Linked DNA regions of Salmo salar: region 1 is linked to region 2. A link is a contact called in public Hi-C data. All regions are on one chromosome and are shown on one strand. The core of a region is the stretch at or near the end of the contact, and the rest is flanking DNA. Distances in the headings are between cores, read along the strand shown. Region 1 overlaps LOC106584113 (sec1 family domain-containing protein 2). Region 2 holds the start of LOC106584117 (platelet-derived growth factor receptor, alpha polypeptide).

Evidence for each region. Hi-C and Micro-C count contacts between places; a contact is called where the count stands out from the background.
Region 1: a Hi-C map of muscle shows a contact between it and region 2, with 2.9 times the contacts expected there. The contact joins the enhancer-like site here to the promoter of LOC106584117 in region 2. A contact is called at or near these places in 2 of 3 Hi-C or Micro-C datasets (gill and muscle).

Annotation. Positions count from the first base shown.
Region 1 is chrssa23:21,023,798-21,029,533 of Ssal_v3.1, forward strand. All of the region lies in intron 2 of LOC106584113 (sec1 family domain-containing protein 2), which reads left to right. Among protein-coding and RNA genes, the nearest start is that of LOC106584113, 16 kb to the left of the region's middle. Within about 2 kb of position 3,529, at least 4 of the 13 cell types and tissues checked have an H3K27ac peak or open chromatin away from gene starts, as enhancers often do. A contact at or near this core is called in gill and muscle, where this site is marked.
Region 2 is chrssa23:20,697,535-20,702,877 of Ssal_v3.1, forward strand. It overlaps LOC106584117 (platelet-derived growth factor receptor, alpha polypeptide), which reads right to left and starts at 2,122. Exons shown (of 28, transcript XM_014168993.2): 1 at 1,852-2,122.

The DNA.
Region 1 (5,736 bases), core at 2,279-4,778, 330 kb after region 2:
TGGTCCAAGTGCTGCCGAGCCTTGAGACAAACCTCAGAAAAAAAAGGACCCAACCGCACCCTGCCGTGAGAAAACACAATGATTCTGCCACCTCCTCATCTCTAGACCAGCAGACCAGACTCTGCCTGCCAACAGGAAAGAGGGAAAACACACCTATTTCTGTACGGGCTGGGAAAGAAGAGAGTGAAAAGAAAGAAAACACACAATTATTTCTGTGGCAGCTGCATGTGAAAGACATGGGAAGAAAGTAAGTAAGAACAGGGATAGGAAAGTGTGCAGAGAGGAAGAACAAATGATAATGAATGGAGAGACATGGGTGTGGCCTGTGTAGCTTACCCCACTGTGAGTTAAAAGGCTACACCCATCATCTGGCCACACCCATCATCTGGGTTTCCTATAGTGACAGCTTTGCTACTTCTGAGCCTGTCAAAACTATATTGTTCAGCTCCATCACACACACCCGGCAAGGCTTATTTTCCTAAGGGTGTGTTATTATTCTTGTATGAGTTGTGGATTTATTTGAGCAGCAAGCTATATGAGGAGGAGAAGCCGAAGCAATGTTGACCACTGGATTGTAGTAAGAAAGAGTCTCTGGAGGGGGTCTTCCTGTTGTCCCTACAGGCCTGATTTTAACCCTGCTCCACATCTGATTCCCTAAAACTCATAGAGCTGGGTCAGGGCCAGCTATAGGGAGCACACTAATCCAGTTTGGGGCTGGCTAATAATGATGCCTGGCACGATTAGCATGCAACATAACACGACTACAGATGAGAGTCTCATAGGTGTCCTTAGTGTTGGAGTTGATGATCGGCGTGTCTCTCCTACCACGTGTGTTGGAGGACCCAGACATGTTTTTTTTATTTAACCTTTATTTAACTAGGCAAGTCAGTTAAGAACAAATTCTTATTTGCAATGACGGCCTACCCCGGCCAAACCCTAACCCGGACAACGCTGGTCCAATTGTGCGCCCTATTGGACTCCCAATCTTACCTGCCCTTCTTTTCCTATCTTAAGAATGAGAGACGCGGAGTATCGCCTTCTCCCAGTGATATAGAGCTGGCAGAGGCCAATCCTGTAACAAGTGGCCAGTGTAGTGAGAGGCGGTAGTGGTCAGAAATAGAACAGAGTTGGGGCCGAGCAGAAGGAGGTGGAGGGTTGGTTCTCTCATATGTCACAGGAAGAGGAAGTGCCCCCTCAGAAAACAGCACTATCATGTCCTGAATCTGATAAGGAATTTGGAGGGAAACACCTGTCCCAGCTTGTATCGTGATACAGCTGTGAGCTCTCCATCCATTTTTTTTTCCATTTCTTCCTCCTCACTTTTTCTCCTCTGCTACCACTGTAGAAGACGATTAGGACATCCCATTGTGAAGCCTTGAGTCTCTTGTCATTCTTCCAGTAGATTCCTCTTACCAGAACAGAGTTATTTATCAGCTGCTCGGACTGTTCTGTTTTCTTCCCAGCCCTTCTAAGCCAACAATTTTCTTTTGAAGACTGAAATGATAAGACCGGTTATAAAAGACGTATCTCTGAAAAATACAAAATATTGTCGTCAATGATTTGAGTTTATAGAGGCTCCTAAAAAATAGTTTTGACTGATAAAACACTGATGGGTAGATAATTCTGCATCTGCGCTGTGATTGTTAGATTAAATCTCCGGGTTGATTTGTTATGAAAGTATATTTCAAAAGACTACTCTCTTCATCTCTCTCTAGAAGTCTCCTCCCTCTCTCCTTCCTCCCTGGTGCTAGTCCTTCAAAGAGCCCCTGCTGCCAGCCAGCATTTGAAGTGGAGTAAGCTAACATGACACATGAGGAGAGAGAGAGCGAGATAAGCAGATTCACTCTACTTACATTCCTCTTATTGACGTCTCCATCTTCCTCCCTTTTCCTTGTCTCATCATCCCCCTTTTAATATCCATTTGAACCGTTCCTCTTCTGCGTTGCCCTCTCTCTTCCCTGTCTCTCTCTCTCCTCTGGTTCTGTTCATGAATCCAGTTTGTGGTCTCTCCTGCCAGGACAGAGAAACCAGACCAGAGAGAGGCCTGATGTCCTGTGGTATTCTGGTGTGTTGACAGGAAATCCACAAGCGTTCTTCTCTCTCTGTAACACTTCCCCAGTAACGCACACTCACACAGAAAGACACACTCCACTCGCTGTGGAATGGTCAAGGTCTGTGGCTGGCTCTTAGCGAGCAAATGAGTTTCTTAGCTTTGTTGCTCATCTTTTGGCTACTAACCGCATCCACTGGCTGTGTGACTGACAACAGTATCTAATACAACTTCCAATAGCAAAGGCTGTCAATGATTAGATTAACCAATGCTACCCTGATCACTTCCTCATCAGCTGCTCTGCTTCTCTTTGAGGCATGTCCTGATTTGTATTTCATTCTGTATTTGATGTACTTGGCTAACTGGGGATGCAGAGCTGTTGCCTGACTCTTTGAGTAGTCTCTCTGGTCAAGTGGATCATTTATCCTCCACTCACTACCCGTTTTTAAAAGGAGATCCTGTCCTGCTAAGAGGCTGTGCCCTCCTGTCAATGGATTTATTGCTAGATTTCTGTACTGTGTTTGTATGTGTGCTTGGTGGAGCCAGAATCTGGTTTTGGGTTCCATTCCATTTGATAGCGACTTTGATTAGGACTAAAGTTATTCTACAAACAGGCCGTGGAAACTGTTGGAAATCTACCTCATTTCTGAACAACTTCAAAAGCATACATGTACCTGGTTTATATTAAGTGGGTTTATTTGTCTGAATGTGTGACTACTAGACTTGGACCCAAATGGTCCGACCCATTCTTTACTGCTGCGTCACAAGCTTCCTGGAACCACTCCTTCACCCTCAGACCTATTAACTATTAACTGTTGCCACAAGAAAAGGTCAGCCAGTGGAGAACAAACACCATTGTAAATACAACCCATATTTATGTTTATTTCTTTTCCCTTTTGTACTTAACCGTTTGCACATCGTTACAACACTGTATGTATACATAATATGACATTTGTAATGTCTTTATTCTTTTGGAACTTCTGTGAGTGTAATGTTTACTGTTCATTTTTGTTGTTTATTTCACTTTTGTACATTATCTACTTCACTTGCTTTGGCAATGTTAACATGTGTTTCCCATGCTAATAAAGCCCCTTGAATTGAATTGAATAGTAAATTGTCTGTGTGTGTGTGTGTGTGTGTGTGTGTGTTGCGTGCATTGTTTGTGTGTGGATACATTAACTCATGCCTATCTCTTAATGGCGTAACAGTCATTACACATCTGGTGGAATTTAGTTTGGAGACACACCCACGCATTGTTTATCCAGTCAGACTGACTGGGCAAGTCAGCAGGGGTACACAGTCTACAGGAGGGGCAAGAGTGCCCCCTTAAGGTTTCGAATCGCCACTTCTAGCAGAGAGCCACACTGGAGTTCGCCCACACACACACACACACACACACACACACACACACAGGCGCGCAGGAGGTCAGACGCACGCACTCCATGGCCCCCAGCACCCTGTCCATAGTAGAGCAGTTACTCAACAAGACCGGCTGGTTATGGAGCCTTGTCTCACACCCTGCCAGTAAAAAGCTCACCCCCGCCCCCCATCTGACCAAACGGCCTAGGGAAAACACCAGGGGAGAGGGGCAGAGGGGGGGGGGGGGCAAATTACAACCATACCTCCTCAACCCCCCCTCTTTCTACCCCTTTATAAGAACTCTCGTCTTCCTGGAACCCACAAGGAAATACAGGCTTATGCGCTCTCTCTGTCTCTCTCTCTCTGTCTCTCTCTCTCTCTCTCTCTCTGTCTCTCTCTCTTTCTGTCTCTCTGTCTCTCTCTCTTTCTGTCTCTCTGTCTCACACACTTACACAAACAGTACACATTAGGACCCACACACAAGCGTGTATACACACATATGGCCAGGTCACAGCCCTGGCATTTTAACCACGCTAACTATGTGTCCGCTTACGACACGCTTAATCATTACAGCCCCTCCGCCTCAGAACACAGCTAAGCCCATGATGTGTGTCTTCCTGAGGAAAATACTCGATAAATGACACCAATTTCTCGGTCATGCTTTTCAGAAAGCGTTTTTAAAATTCTTCCCACCCACATTCATCATAGTGACAGTGAAGTAAACCAAACGTTTATCTGGCTGTGTGACTTCTAATATTCTATTATAGCTGTTCTCTTTGTGGAGGAGCAGTGTCTCTGGTTCAGTCGAGCTCTGTTCTCTTGTCTTTGTGTCTCATTTTCTGTGTGAAGATGGCGTGCGGCCCAATGTGAGCCCCTCTTTCTCCCCATCCAGCCCCAGTCCAGTCCAGGCCCAGGCTCTGGAACCGATTCCATCTGATATTAAACACATGGCAGCAGTTAGACAGAGAGCGAGAGAGAGAACCAGAGCGAGAGGAAAAGGAGTGAGAAAAAAGAAACGAAAAAGAAAAACAGAGTAGATTTTAATATTTGGGATCAGTGTCAGCGAAAAACCCCCCCCTTTTCTTTTTTTTTTTTCTTTCTCTCTCTTCCTCTCTCCTTCATCCTTCTTTCAGCGTATAAAGGATCTAACCTTTCTAACATTGTTGTTTCCTGTCTTTAGTCCTGAGTTGGTCCCCGAACTCCTCCCTCTCTGGTGTTCACATGCTCATCAGAAGTATGCACACGCCCGACTGAAGGTCACAGACACGCTGGGGACAAACCCAACAGAACTGTGCAGAGGCTCTGCCACGGCGTTTGGTGGCCTTTTTATAGAACCATCAAAACACTGACACGTCTCTTAAAGACGGCGAGAGGGAGAAATAGAGAGGTGATATATGACGTTGGTTCCGTTGCAGAGCCCCTGTATGAGACACAGTGTCGACCTCGCTGTGGGTCATGATAATGAGATGCGCTCGCGACACCCTTTTGGATTTTTCCGGGGAAACGCTTGAAGCTCATGTTACTGCTTATGGCAGATGATAACAGTTGTTCTTCTTGACCTGGTGGAAATAGAGGGAAAGGTTATGGTGGAGCAGCAGATGGCCCCTCGGTCCAGGTTGTGGTTTTGAGAGGTTCTGGGGATGTTGGGAAAGACTGCTCCGGGGAATGTTAACACATCGGCAGAGTTTAGGGATGTTGGGAAATTTCCTGACGTTCCCGCTAATTTGTGTTTTTTCCTGTGAGTGGTGCAACAGGGGAGTGAACGCCCCCTTAGTACCCAGCATCCAGTGGAGGCTGCTGAGGGGAGGACAGCTCGTAATAATGGCTGGAACGGTTTCCATGTGGTTGATACCACTCCATTGACTCCATTCCAGCCATTTTTATGAGCCGTCCTGCCCTCAGCAGCTTCCACTGCCAGGATCCCCAACCTACAGGACGAGCACTCGGTCATATTCATTGTGTGTGTGTGTGTGTGTGTGTGTGTGTGTGTGTGTGTGTGTGTGTGTGTGTGTGTGTGTGTGTGTGTGTGTGTGTGTGTGTGTGTGTGTGTGTGTGTGTGTGTGTGTACACAAGAGAGTGAGCGATCTTTCAAATCAAATTGTATTTGTCACATGCTTCTTAAACAACTGGTGAAATGCTTACTTAAGGGTCACTTTCCCAAAATGCAGAGTTAAAGATTCACAATTAAATAAACGTAAATAGTGACAGGAGGAATAATTACACAGTGAATAACAATAACAAGTAAAAATAACTTGGCTATATACAGGGAGTACCAGTACTAAGTCGTGTGTGTGTGTGTGTGTGTGTGTGTGTGTGTGTGTGTGTGT
Region 2 (5,343 bases), core at 872-3,371:
TTGTAAACCAAGGAACTCGACCAATATACGTTTTTGAGCTGATAAACAACTAATCTAGGTTTAATCTAGTTTGCCGTTTGGTCATGTCCTGGTCAACAGGCATTTTCCTGGTCTGTGTGTTATCTGTCTGTCTGTCTGTGATGTTCGGACCCTGAATTCCATCAACAAATTATCAGAGACAGACGCAACTCCAAGCAGAGGCGCTCAACGCTGAAAACATTGGAAACATGAATGCAGTCTACCAGTTTTACTCTAATCTATTCTTTGTTTTAAACAAATTTGATACTATAGGATAATTATTTTAAATGATCTACTAATTGTTCTAATCTCCTATTGGGGCGATAAAAATAGTCTACATAATTTTTTATCCGTTATCAAAATCCCTTTTGTTTTATAACAGTTTGCTGCTACTTTGACTGTAAGAGAGTTGTTTGTGCGAATCCGCTCTGTCTCATCCCCGGACTGGCTAATTATGACTGGCAAATCAAACCCAGGGTTAGAGGGCCTCTAATTAAGAGCCCTCTCTGAAGAGAAGTCTGTAAGACAAACATTAGCGTGGGAATCCTGACTAATATACTTTGACACTTTTGCGCACATCGTTGGTGTAGGACATTTCCTATCCAGCCTGTTGTGCAAATGTACCGCTTGTCCGCTGGTTCTCCTCTCCCTATTTTCCTCACCCCCACCAACAGTACAGTCCCAACCAATGTGCAGCCTACCAAACGCGCCGTTCTGGGCTTGACACTTTGGAGCAACAGCTGAGGGAGGGTTGTTCAGCTCGCTGTCCTCCACAGACACTTAAACTGTTAAATTCAATCCCACATGTGAAGAATTGATTTCCATGGGAATATAGCAGAGAGATTTATAAAGATAGCATTTCGAAATGAAGAGGGTGGTTGGGGCATTGAGGCAAGCAAGGCAGTGAGTTTCACTGATGAAAAACTTTAACTGTTCTATCTAATTTGACTTTCGTGCGGCGCTCAACTCAATTATGTAAATCTTAAGAAATATAGTGCATCATTCAATTGTAATCTAATTATGAATACTATTCTTGGAGGCAATATGCGTGTAGGCTATTTGCATTTTGTTGTCTGGCGCACTGAAATTACATCCAACCAGGAATGGGGTCCCCCTTACCCTACTTTTTTGTAGCGGGTCTCAAAATGAATCTTGTGTCTAACTTAAAATCCGATCGGCTACAGCCTGCTTCCCAGCTCAGCAAGCACATCCCAATGCACAATGTTCCATTTAATTCCACACATTCCAAGCGCAGAAACGAAAACAACTTGAAATCCAATTTCCAATGTGTTTCCCATTAGATGAGAGGGCAGGCAGCGCTATCCCACAATAGAGGCTCAGTTCTCGAGGTGACACCTCCAGCAGTAAGGCCGAAATTGAGCGCTTTTTATCCAGTCGAGTTAGCAACATTTCTCCGCTCGGCATCCGGAGGTGAGACCATATGGTGCATGGAAAACTGAATCCCGTTCAATGCAGAAGTTAACACATAGCCTGCAAGCGAATGCATCTTCAAAGTTTAAACAAGTTTTGTGAAACGTTTCCTCGTAGCGAAATTACGATAATGAAAGCCCCCAAAGTGTGATGGATGGATCCGGTCAGATGAATCATTTCTTATCAGGATTTTTTTCTTCACAATGTTGTGCCATAATAAAAAGCTAGGCTATTTTGTGAATTTTCACAAAGAAGGACATATTCAACTAGCCTAAAAGTGGTCCAGTTTAGTAACTTTTTCATTTTTTTCAGATAAAAATGGTCTCAATTAATAGAATTCTTGAGAAAATTAAAGTTTGCAAAAAAATGAAAGAGATTAGCCAATTTGTCTAAAATACAAACCTTTTAAATTCCCTTGGATTTTGCGTATCGATGATAAATCCCAGTAGAATTAAATCAGGAGCATAAAATCACTCCGGTGAGGGCTCCTCTCAGTGAAGGCTCCTCTCCTCAAGTGTGTAGTAGTAGTGATCCTATGGCCACGATCCTTCACTGTGAGAGCTAGCATATGTGCACCCCTCCGTCTGCGTCCACGACCGCGCTCACAAATGCGCTTGAGCTACAGCGACCTGTAATTGATTCAACGTTACAGTCCATCCTTCCCAAAAAAAACTAATCATCTGGCTCAAAGTAAATAACTCTCAGGAAATGACCCCCTCTACTCCGCTCCAGCATGGGGTGCCTTTCAAAATAAGAGTCCTAGCTGTTTTCTCAGTGAGACTGGAGCGGGAGTCAGATTTCTCTGCTATGTAGTGATGTAGGAAAGGGGGAGAAATAAGAATCCGGTATAGAGACTATTATATAAGGAAAGCACGCAATATACAATTGAGTTATCAAGCGACATTTATGGATGTTTTCGCAAAGACGCAAAGGGAACACTGTCAAATGTACAAATGTGACCAGGGTTGTTTTCTAAATTATTAAGATGGCCTATGTTTAAAATAAGTCAAATAAATGTGATTGTCATACACATCTAATTAAATAGTAACAATAGTATACTAATAGGTTGTATTTGGAGAGTTTTGGTCTAACATTAGTGTAGCCTAGCATCGGCACTTTTCAAAACCCGAAACTTGGAAACATGAGCGTCCAAGCCTCCATAGCGCATAGGGGGCGCTCCAACACCATGAACTACACAACTCAAATCTCTCTCTTTCCCTCTCTCTCTCTCAACCACATATTTGCTTCATTTAACTCTCAGATAGAATAACTTCCAGTCATTCTTATTTTTTGGGCAATTTCTTATAAAGAAAAACAACAAAATTATAGTTGCTTTGTTGGCAGATTTGGCACACCATTGCCTCTGTTTACGGACTCTGTGAAGGTGATATGTGCCTCCCTGCCTCACCCCCGAACATGGAGCTCTCCTAACAGACACACAGGATAAAGAGTCATTATGAATTTATATCTCACTGCACTCAGCGATACGGAGCCAGGTCAGACGACCAGGCCGGCTGACCTGGCTTCTCTCTCAGTGGCACTTCCAGCGGTGCCCGGCCCGCACCGCAACGCTTCCCTTGCAGAGAAACACATCTCTCCAGCCGCTAGGCACGATGACTTCCACATGTTCCTAGCTTAGACGAAGAATCGCAACAACAAAATAACAGTGTATCTTTTTCTCCAAACAAAGAAGTCAATATGTTGTGCCTAAAACGTGTAGAGATCCTTACTGTTGGCTCTCATTTTCTTTCACACTCTTCAACAACACATTCAAAACGTCAGTCCATTAAAATAGTAAGTTCATTCGGATTTTCGGAATTGTGATTTGTTGTAAGCATTACAGTTGGCTATACTAAAAAACTGAACCAATGCATTGCTGTACAAATCAGTTGGATACATACACGTATTAGGGCACATGTGTAGCCAATTGCTTTCAGACATTTTCATGTGTAGCCTATATGGGCCAGCTAGAGCTCACTTTCTGACAATCTCTGCTCTAAGTTATTCATTTCTTTGATCAAGATTCAGAGACAGTATCGTGGCTATAACCAGTGTTGCTTTTCCCAACTCTGTAAAAGGTCAGCTGGCCCTTGAGGATGCCGTTTGTGATAACTGTTTCTTGCATCAACTCATATCTATCACGTTGTGTTTGCAAACAAGTATAAGGGTGTTCTATGGATATGATATGATTACATTTGGATGTTGATTCAACATTCCACATTTTTAAACAGGAGTGGAATGTCATGTATGGCACTAATGCACAGCCCAGTATAGTTCATCACTTCACACACACACACACACACACACACACACACACACACACACACACACACACACACACACACACACACACACACACACACACACACACACACACTCACTCACTCACTCACTTCCCAGCATTACCTAATACATAATCATTACAGTCTACACTTAGTATACCAAACATTAGGAACACCTTCCTAATATGGAGTTGCACCCCCATCCCCTTTTGCTCTCAGAACAGCCTCAATTTGTTGGGTCATGGACTCTACAAGGTGTCGAAAGTGTTCCACAGGGATGCTGGCTCATGTTGACTCCAATGCTATCCACAGTTGTCTCAAGTTGACTGGATGTCCTTTGGGTGGTGGACCATTCTTGATACACACAGGAAACAGTTGAGTGTGAAAAACTCAGCAGTGTTGCAGTTCCGGTGCGCTTGGCACCTACTACCATACAGTGGTGGAAAAAGTACACAATTGTTATACTTCAGTAAAAGTAAAGATACCTTAATAGAAAATTACTGAAGTTTAATTTTTTATTTATTTATTTCACCTTTATTTAACCAGGTAGGCTAGTTGAGAACAAGTTCTCATTTACAACTGCGGCCTGGCCAAGATAAAGCAAAGCAGTGCGACACAAACAACAACACAGAGTTACACATGAAATAAACAAACATGCAGTCAATAATACAATAGAAAAGGTCTATATACAGTGAGTGCAAATGAGGTAGGATAAGGGAGGTAAGGGAATAAATAGGCCATAGTGGCGAAATAATTACAATATAGCAATTAAACACTGGAGTGATAGATCTGCAGAAGACGAGTTTGCAAGTAGAGATACTGGGGTGCAAAGGAGCAAAATAAATAACAGTATGGGGGATGAGGTACTTGGATAGGCTATTTACAGATGGGCTATGTACAGGAGCTGTCACGTCCTGAACCCTTGTAAGAGGTCATTTTCCATAGTAGAGTGGTCAGGGCGTGACAGGGGTGTGTTTTGGGTGGTTTTGGTTTTCTGTTTCTATGTGGGTTTTTTCTAGATTTCTATGTTTTTGTTTTCTATGTTTTGGCCAGGTATGGTTTCCAATCAGAGGCAGCTGTCTATCGTTGTCTCTGATTGGAAGCCATACTTAGGCAGCCTGTTATTCAGGTGTGGGAAGTTGTTTTCCGTTTTGTATGTGTTACCTGACGGAACTGTTGGTAGTCGTTTTGTTGTTTTTGTTAAGTGTTTCATTAATAAAGTAAATATGAGCACTCTACACGCTGCGCCTTGGACCCCTTTAGACGACCCCTGTTACAGAACTACCCACCATGACTGGATCAAGCGGCATGCCCGGGCTGAAATGGACACCTGGTCACATATGGAGTGGATGGAGAGGAGGAACTGGACTTGGGGCCAGGTAATCGATAGATATCGGAGCCTACCTGGGAAAAACGAGAGGCAGCCCCCACATTTTTTTTTGGGGGGGGCACACGGGTAGTTTGGCTGGGCCAGGGGTGAGGCCTGAGTCAACTACCCGTGCTTTTTGTGGTAAGCATGTGCCTGCCTCTCGCACTCTCTCTCCAGTGCGCCTCCATAACCCAGTACGGCCGGTGCCTGCTTTGAGCACTCGGTCCTCAGAGCGTCTCCCCA